Regions from separate parts of the Pan troglodytes genome. Here region 1 is linked to region 2. A link is a contact called in public HiChIP or PLAC-seq data. All regions are on one chromosome and are shown on one strand. The core of a region is the stretch at or near the end of the contact, and the rest is flanking DNA. Distances in the headings are between cores, read along the strand shown.

Region 1 (4,685 bases), core at 1,446-3,945, 200 kb before region 2:
GCCTTACAACACTCTGGGTGGCTAATAACTTCTGTTTTTTGAAAGAAGAAACTGAGACTTAGAGGGGTGAAGAAACCTGGCTAGCCAATACCTGAAAAGAGTGAGATTTAAACCAGGTCAGCCTGACCACAAATAACTTACTCTGCAGCAGACTAGAACATGTTGACACGCTGTATTTGACAATTTTTCTAAAAGTAACTGTGAGCCAAGGAAGGGTTCTAATCGGCAGTAAAATGATTAGATCTTCATCTTGGAAAGAATCATTCTAGCAGAAGTATAGAGGATAAATTAAAAGGTTTAAGGCCTAGGGGACAAAGCCCATCAGCCACCTGTTTCACTAATTAAAGTTTTACTGAAAAACAACACCCATTCATTTAAGTATTTCTATGGCAGCTTTTGTATTACAAGGGAACAATTGAGTAGTTCCACCCTTAGGACTACAAAGCTGAAAACATTCACTATCATTTACAGAGAAAGTTTGCTGATCCCTGTTGAAAGCAATATTTACTATAGTAATCCAGGCAAGAGATGATGGGGACTGAAGACAATGCAGTAGGGATGAAGAAGCATTTGAAAAATGTAAGCAGAACAGATCACCAGTGTGACTGACTGGATATAAGAGTAGGTAAGAGAGAAGTAGCTAAGACTGCTCCTAGGTTTCTAGCTCTACGGTCTGCTGAGATGGTGGAGCTAGGATGTGGTGCTAAAAATGATCCCAACTTATGTCCATGTATTAACTTCTGGAAGGGATGAATGTTACCTTACATGGCAAAAGTGACTTTTCAGATGTGACTAAAGATCTTGGGATGGGGTGATTATCCTGGATTATCTGTGTAGGCCCTAAACGCAATCGTAAGCGCCCTTATAACAGAGGAACAGAGATAGACTGACACAGGAGAAGGCAGAGACTGGAGTTATGCAGCCACAGGCCAAGGAATGCCAGCAGCCACCAGAAGCTACAAGAGGCAAGAAACAGATTCTCCCCTAGAACCTCTGGAGGGAGCAAGTCCCTGCTGACACCTTGATTTTGGCCCAGTGAAACTGATTTCAGACGTATGGCCTCCAGAACTGTGACAAGGTAAATCTCTGTTGTTGCTGGGCTTTTTTGTTTGTTTGTTTGTTTGAGACAGAGTCTCACTCATCTCACCCAGTCTGGAGTGCAATGGTGCGATCTGGGCTCACTGCAACCTCTGCCTCCCGGGTTCAAGCGATTCTCTTGCCTCAGCCTCCCAAGTAGCTGGGATTACAGTCACCCACCACTACGCCCAGCTAATTTTTTTGTATTTTTAGTAGAGGCGGGGTTTCACCATGTTGGTCAGGCTGGTCTCGAACTCCTGACCTCAAGATCTCTGTTGTTTTAAGCCGCCAAGTTTGTGGTAATTTGTTACAATGGCAACCTTAGTTCCAAGAATGTTCCATCTGTTAAATCCCTGATTGTACTGCACTAGAAGGGGGCTGAGAAGCTGAATGATGTGGGTGAAGACCAACAAACATGGGATTTAGGGAAAGGGAAAAGAGGAATTGACAGACCTGTGGAGTCTGGAGGTTGGGGGAAGAAGTCAGGAGGTCAAAGTGATCATTACAGGTATACTCATCTGGGAACACCAGCTACAATGTGGGGATGATAGGTGACAGAAACAGACCAGCGGTCCAGCTTTTCTAGGCCAATTCTTGGATGGGGACATGAAGCCTGTGGAGAAAATGAGGTGGGCACAGGAAGGAGCATAGATGATGTTGAGGGATGCAGTCTGGCTTCATGGTTAAAAGCAAAGGCTTTGGGATTAGAAAGACATGGATCTAGCTTCCAATTCCACACCACCTACTAAGCGTGAAAGATTCGGACAAGTTTCATTCCTCTTAGAACCTCAATTATCTCATCTGTTAAATAGGATTATTAATATCCATACCTCAGATCAAGTCAAACAATTACTGTAAGCACATGGTGAGTGCTTAAAAATGTAGGTGTCATTATTACCATTATTGTCATCAGTATTATTAATATGAATATGACTGTAGCTATTACAGCATTAGTCTCCCTACCCTTAGGTACGGCCGCATTTCTATTACTTTTTTAGGAACAGTGTGGCAAGCAGAAGAGTGGCCAGAACGGTGCAGAGGTTTGAGCTGTGGCACCCGGCGTGACCTCTCATTCCCGGCCGGGTCCCGGTGACAGATCCGCCACCTCCACTCTGCAACTCCTCGCCGCAGTGAGACGCTGCCCCGCTGCTGGCCGGCCCGAGCCCCCTCCCCAGCGCCGGCCCCACCTTTTCATAGTTCTGCATGAGGCGGCTGATACTCTCGCGCTCGACCTGCCATTCGGGTTTCTTCAGTTGCTTCCTCAACTGCTTCTTTTTGTTCTGCCTATGGCTGTGTTTTTTCTTCCAGCGATTGAAGTTCCGCACCGGGTCGGGTCGGGCTCCCGAACCCGGAGAGTCGGCAGTTTTGCCCATTGCGGCGGCGGCGACAGCTCGGATTAACCCCCGACACGAGACACCTAAGACCAGACTCACGGAACCAGCATGGGACAAACGCACAGAGGCGCATGCGCGAACCCAGAAGCCCGCCCCCGAGCTTTTGAAACCGGGGCACGCGCCAATGACGTCAGGAAAAGGAGGGCTGTGATTGGCGAATTGGCTCCTGCTGGGAGGAGCAGCCTGGGGAAACGGGGGCGCAGCACTCCAAGGAAGGGGGCGAGCTGAGCGGCGCCGGGAGCACGCCGGCTCTTTAAAAAAAAACGCATGCGCACTGTTGTTGTTACTACGGTGACGTCATACACTGACCCTTTAAGGGCTATTAACACATTTGCTCCAGGTTCAACTTTGCTAAGCGTTTGTGAGTATGTGTGTAAACACATACAATCTGTGAATGAAAATTGTGACCCTCGTTTTGCACTTTTCGGGCCAACGAGCCAAAAGATTTGCCCAGAAGTAAACAGCTAGTTAATGACTTCTGATTTCCATCCATGGTGGTTGTACTTCCTCAGGAATAAAAATGAATATTCTGTATTCTTCTTATGCCCCTCTGGGTTTTCCTTTTCCTCTGGGCCCCTCAGACTCTAGCTGCAACAGCAAGGAAACTGGAACGGAATCAAATTGAATTTGCCTTAAAATGCTTTTATGGAGACAAAATGATAACTAAACGTAAGGAGGTAGGTAATAGAGGCCGGGCACGGTGGCTCACGCCTGTAATTCCAGCAATTTGGGAGGTCGAGGTGGGTGGATCACCTGAGGTCAGGAGGTCGAGACCAGCCTGGCCAATATGGTGAAGCCCTGTCTCTGCTAAAAATACAAAAATTATCCAGGCGTGGTGGTGCACACCTATAATCCTAGCTACTTGGGAGGCTGAGGCAGGAGAATCGCTTGAACCCCGGGGGCGGAGGTTACAGTGAGCCAAGATCGCCCCACTTCACCACAGCCTGGGTGAAAGAGTGAAACTCCGTCAAAAAAAAAAGGAGGTAATAGAAAAGTTATTGCAAGTTGGACATTTAAGTGAACTGGCTTTCAATGAATTGAATTTTTTGACACATTTACCTACAGCCTCCAGGAAAACACCGGATGTGGGTGGGAGAGCTTAGCTGTAGCAAAGGAGATTGGAAAATTGAGTTCAAAGTTCACAGGCAGAATTTTGGGCCCTCAAATTTCCTTTCCAACCCCACATATCCAGATCACTACTCTCAACTCTATGCCCATCCTCCAAACAAGACATGGCTTATTGGAAGGGAGTGAGGACAGGAGGTGAACAAGAGAATTTCCACACTCAGGGACACTAGATGTGGTAGACAGTAAAGCTCAATAAGGAGTGATTACATAAAAGTGTATATACATCCTCAAAAAATTAAAAATAGAACTCCACGTGAGCCAGCAATTTCACTTCTGGGTATGTATAGCCAAAATAATCGAAAGCAGGGTCTCAGATATTTGCATACCGTGTTCACCACAGCACTATAGCTAAAATGTGGAAGCAACCCAGGTGTCTATCAACTGATGAATGAGTAAACAAAACATAATATGTACCTAAAATGGAATATTATTCAGCCTTCATAAAGAAGGAATTTCTGACACATGCCACAACGTGGATAAACTTTAAGAATATTAAGCTAAGTGAAATAAGCCAGTCACAAAAGGACAAATACTATATATGGTTCTATTTATATGAGAAACTTAGAGTTGTCAAAATGATAGAGAAAGTAGACTTGTGGTTGCCAGGGACTCAGGCAACCAGGGGGTTACTGTTTAATCAGTGCAGAGTTCCAGTTTGGCAAGATGAAAAGAGTTCTGCAGATTGGTTGCACAACAATGAGAATGTATTTAATGCAACTGAATTGTATACTTACAAATGGCTAAAATGGTAAATTTTATGTGATGTGTATTTTACTACATATGTATACCACATATGCATACCTACAGAACGATAAGGCCCTCAGCTATAACTCACTTTTTTCCTAAAACTGTAGGAGTCAGGCATGTATGCACCCCAGGCAAGAAACTGGAAGGTTCAACTCTAGGAAAACTGAATGTCCAAGAGAAAGACCTCAATAACATCTAGGGGCCAGGCACGGTGGCTCACAGCTATAATCCCAGCACTTTCCGAGGCCAAGGTGGGAGGATTGCTTGAACCCGGAAGTTCGAGACCAGCCTGGGCAACATAGTGAGACCTTGTCTGTACCAAAATTCAAAAAAATTAGC
Region 2 (4,398 bases), core at 1,106-3,605:
AAGAGAGAAGGAAGTAAGGAACGATTTCTGTGAAACCACCCAGAAGTTCTTCTGAGTTCTGCGTCTTAGTAAACTGTTCCTAGATTTAAGCAGGTACATATAAATGAATAAACCTAACACTTGACAGTTTCTAGTCTTAATGATCCCTTGTGGCTACTTTAAAGAAAGATACTTTTAAAGAACTGAACAATTTTTACATGTATTAGAGCAATAAGAAAATGTTCTAGCCTGTTATGTAGAAATTGCTGAATTCTTGTGGATCAGGTTAGAGGTAACATAAGTACTCAACAGTAACTATTGTAAATACTTTTTAAAATAATTCAGATAAGCACTACATTAAAAATATGCAGTTTATTAGGTTGATGCAAAAGTAATCGCGGTTTTTGCCATTATGTTTAATTATGTGTGTTTAATGGCAAAAACCGCAATTACTTTTGCACCAACCTAATAATATCTAAACAGCAGTATACCTTAAATTTATTTTTATATTTCATCCAGTACATTTAGGAATTTTTGTTCTGAATTATTTACTGGCTTAGTTTTGCAGTTTTTTAATTTAAAAATTTTAAATTGTGGTAAAATATACATAAATTTATCCTTCTAACTAGTTTCAATTGTACAATTCAGTGGACTTAAGTACATTCACATTGTTGTGTAACTTTGAATTTAATTTTTTTTTTTTTTAGAGGGAATCTTGCTGTGTTGCCAGGCTGAAGTGCAATGGCGCTATCTCGGCTCACTGCAACCAACCTCTGCCTCCCGGGTTCTATCAATTCTCCTGCCTCAGCTTCCTGAGTAGCTGGGACTACAGGCAGCACGCCACCAGGAGATCGAGACCATCCTGGCTAACACAGTAAAACCCCGTCTCTACTAAAAATACAAAAAATTAGCCGGGTATCATGGAGGGCGCCTGTAGTCCCAGCTACTTGGGAGGCTGGGCTAATTTTTGTATTTTTAGTAGAGAGGGGGTTTCACCATGTTGTCCAGGCTGGTCTTGAACTCCTGACCTCAAGTGATCCGCCCACCTCAGCCTCCCAAAGTGCTGGGATTACAGGTGTGAGCCACCACACCTGGCCTGAATTTAAATTTTTTAACCCAGTTTCTATTACACTGAAAATTAAGATATACATAATGTTTCCATGACTATATTTTTACAGTTTATTGTTCATAACTACTGTGTATTAATGCATCAAGGCAACTGCATAAAGAGGAACTGAAGCTCACCCCTTGCTTATGATTGTGATGATTTTAAAGAACTCTGGAAGTTCAGTGAGTCACTGAATTAACCTACCAAGAATTTTTTCTGTACAAATGTTTTCATTATACAGGGAAATTTCTCTTCAGGTGTTTCTTTTCCCTCCTTAAAAGTTTATCTTCCTTACAAACAAATTATATTCCATGCATGAACATAGGACGAACATAGCAAAACTGGGCAGTTCTGAACAAGATTTTTTCACATTGCAATAATCTGTGACCAACTAAAGCACTGCCAAAGTGTCAGACTCAGAATTCAAGCAAGTCAGACTCGCTTTAGATAAGCAGTGCTTGCATTATTTAAGGTCATTTGAAAACTCATTCAAGAGGTCGTCTGTTTTCACTTAAAAGCAGTTTAGCTTAACCAGCTGAAGAGCTTACATTTAGAAATAACACTGGACTGCAAGTCACGTATTCTTTGACCTTGAGCAAGACCTGTCAAATTGCTAGAAGGATCAGTTGTCTCATTTTCAAATGAATAAATTAAACTAATTAAATAGGCCGGGCGCGGTGGTTCACGCCTGTAATCCTAGCACTTTGGGAGGCCAAGGCGGAAGGTGGGGTAGGGGCGGATCGCTGGAGCCCAGGAGTTCAAGACCAGCCTGGACAACATGGAGAAACCCTGTCGCCACTATTAATAAAAATAGAAAAATGAGCCTGACGTGGTGGTGCACTCCTATGGTCCCAGCTACTCGGGAGGCTGACGTGGGAGAATCACCTGAGCCAGGGGAGTTCCAGGCTGCAGTGAGCCGAGATCGCGCCACTGCACTCCAGCCTCGGCCACAGATTGAGACCCTATCTCAAGAAAAATTTTACAAAAATTAACTAAATAGAAAATATTTCATTATATTTCTCAACATCTTTAAGGTTCTTGGTTGAAATGACTGGGCTTTATTATATACTAAGCCCAACTTCGTAGACAATCACTTTGCTTTCCCTTCCAAAATCCTTCGCCTCAAAGCCACTGACAATCGAAAGCGGGCTTCTAACAGAACCAGCAGTCTTCACAAGCGGTTGGTCTATATCCCCAGCACTTTGTCAGAGCGCGAATAGAGGAAAGGCGGGGCCTAGAAGGCGGGGCTAGGAGGGCAATGGGGCGGGACAGAATGGATTGAGTTACGTCATTTCCGCCTGCGACGTTACCTAGGAGTCCAGCGGCGCCCGGGCCAGCAGCGATTGGTAGGTGAAGGGAATAGTGTCCCTTCTCTCAGCGCGTACTACTGTTCCGGTAGCCTTTGTGCCCACTGGTTTGAGCCTTCGTTGTTTCAAGGCCCTAAAGAACCCATACCCTTGATACCATTCCCCATCCGCCCCTCTTAAGGACGTTTCATTCCTCTAAAGCCCTCCCAGCGAGGCCTCCAGCTGGTTTACAGTCCTGCCCGGGAGTAACCCCTTCCTCAGAGCTCCTTTCCTCGCCCTCGGTGAAGTTGCGTCGGGCTGGTTGACAAGTCCTTACTGCTCATACTGCGCCTTCACAGATCCCCACACCCCAATCCTCCGCAAAGATATTACTCCGTCCACCTTCCCGCTGACCGGGAAGTACACATTAATCTTCCTTAGATTTTTCCTCATTTCTTTCCTTTGCCCCCTCCCATTTGTTTTACGTCTTTTCAGTTTTTTTAGAGATGGAAAAGGGAAACCCGTTTTTAAAGAATAGGTTAGTTGTTTTTCTTCTCCTGCCCCTAGCATCAAGGACCACAGGTAAAAAGGAAAAGCGAAATTACGAAACTTATAAAGGCCACGGGAATCATTTGTTTATTCAATAAATTTAGTAGAGGAAACAAAATAGGACGTATACAGGTTCCAATTCAAGCAAAGTAACGATTGTTTGCTGCTTTAAAAGTGAAACCAAGAATCCAAACACGTCTTGTGGGCTTTTTTCCACGAAGCATAAAAATAAATAAGTGAAAACATCATCTATTATGATAAAAAATTTTATTGATTAGGGATATAATAAGCTTGGAAAATACTTATCTGTGAATCTACAAGTGGCACATGGGTGTAGTAAAATACTTCACTGCCTGAGCAGTTGTTTGATAGTACATTTTATTTGGTTAGTTTTTTGTTGTTGTTTTTGAGAAGGCATCTCGCTGTGTTGCCCAGGCTGAGTGCAGTGGCGTGATCTCAGTTCACTGCAACCTCTGCCTCCCGGGTTCAAGCTATTCTCCTGCCTCAGCCTTCCGAGTAGCTGTGACTGCAAGTGTGCGCCACCACACCCAGTTTATTTTTGTATTTTTAGTAGAGACAGGGTTTCACCATATTGGCCAGGCTGGTCTCAAACCCCTGACTTAAGGTGATCTGCCCACCTTGGCCTCCCAAAATGTTAGGATTACAGGCGTGAGCCACCAGACCCGGCCTGGTAGTACATTTTAGTATCTTAAAACTTACGAAGGGTTTTCACAATGGTTAATTTATCTGGAGCATCATAATAACCATATAAAGTCGATCTTATTTCTTATCTAAAGCCAGCAACGGTCCCACCCTCCTTTCTGCTCCAGATGGTGTCCTCTTACACCTACTCAAAGGTTTTACCCTTTAACTTATCCCTTTTTTTTTGCCCCTTTAAGTTCTCCGTCACTTTAATTTCTCCCTCACTACTGGATGGTACATTTTAACATGCTTTAGAATCTGTCGTTTTTTGTTGTTGTTGTTGTTTTTTTAGACCGAGTTTCACTCTTGTTGCCCAGGCTGGAGTAGTGGCATGATCTCGACTCACCGCAACCTCCGCCTGCCGGGTTCAAGCAATTCTCCTGCCTCAGCCTTCCTGAGTAGCTGGGATTACAGGCATGCGCCACCACACCCAGCTAATTTTGTATTTTTAGTACAGACGGGATTTCTCCATTTTGGTCAGGCTGGTCTCAAACTCCTGACCTCAGATGATCCGCCCACCTTGGCCTCCCAAAGTGCTGGGATTACAGGCGTGAGCCACCGCGCCCGGCCTTTTTTTTTAAAAAAAAACTTTTAATCCATTCTCACTCTCTAGCTACACCCCATTTTTCTGCTCCCTTACAGCACTCCAAAGAATTACTACTGTACTTACTGTCTCAACTTTCCCACTTCCTCAACCCAACCCAAACTTCCTTCCCTGCTTACTCCACTGAAGCAGTGCCTGTACGGTCACTAGTGACTTTATCTGGCCAAATC

What was found. HiChIP or PLAC-seq counts read pairs in DNA pulled down with a chosen protein or histone mark.
Region 1: an H3K4me3 HiChIP or PLAC-seq map of stem cell-derived excitatory neurons shows a contact between it and region 2, with 2.4 times the contacts expected there. The contact joins the promoter of DDX10 here to the promoter of C11H11orf65 in region 2. A contact is called at or near these places in 1 of 7 Hi-C or Micro-C datasets (stem cell-derived neural progenitor cells) and 1 of 1 datasets of contacts at active chromatin or transcription factors (stem cell-derived excitatory neurons).

What each region holds. Positions count from the first base shown.
Region 1 is chr9:110,645,891-110,650,575 of NHGRI_mPanTro3-v2.0_pri, reverse strand. It overlaps DDX10 (DEAD-box helicase 10), which reads right to left and starts at 2,695. Exons shown (of 18, transcript XM_009424123.5): 1 at 2,265-2,695. The coding sequence starts at 2,450.
Region 2 is chr9:110,448,595-110,452,992 of NHGRI_mPanTro3-v2.0_pri, reverse strand. C11H11orf65 (chromosome 11 C11orf65 homolog) reads left to right here and starts at 2,355. Exons shown (of 9, transcript XM_063783395.1): 1 at 2,355-2,433.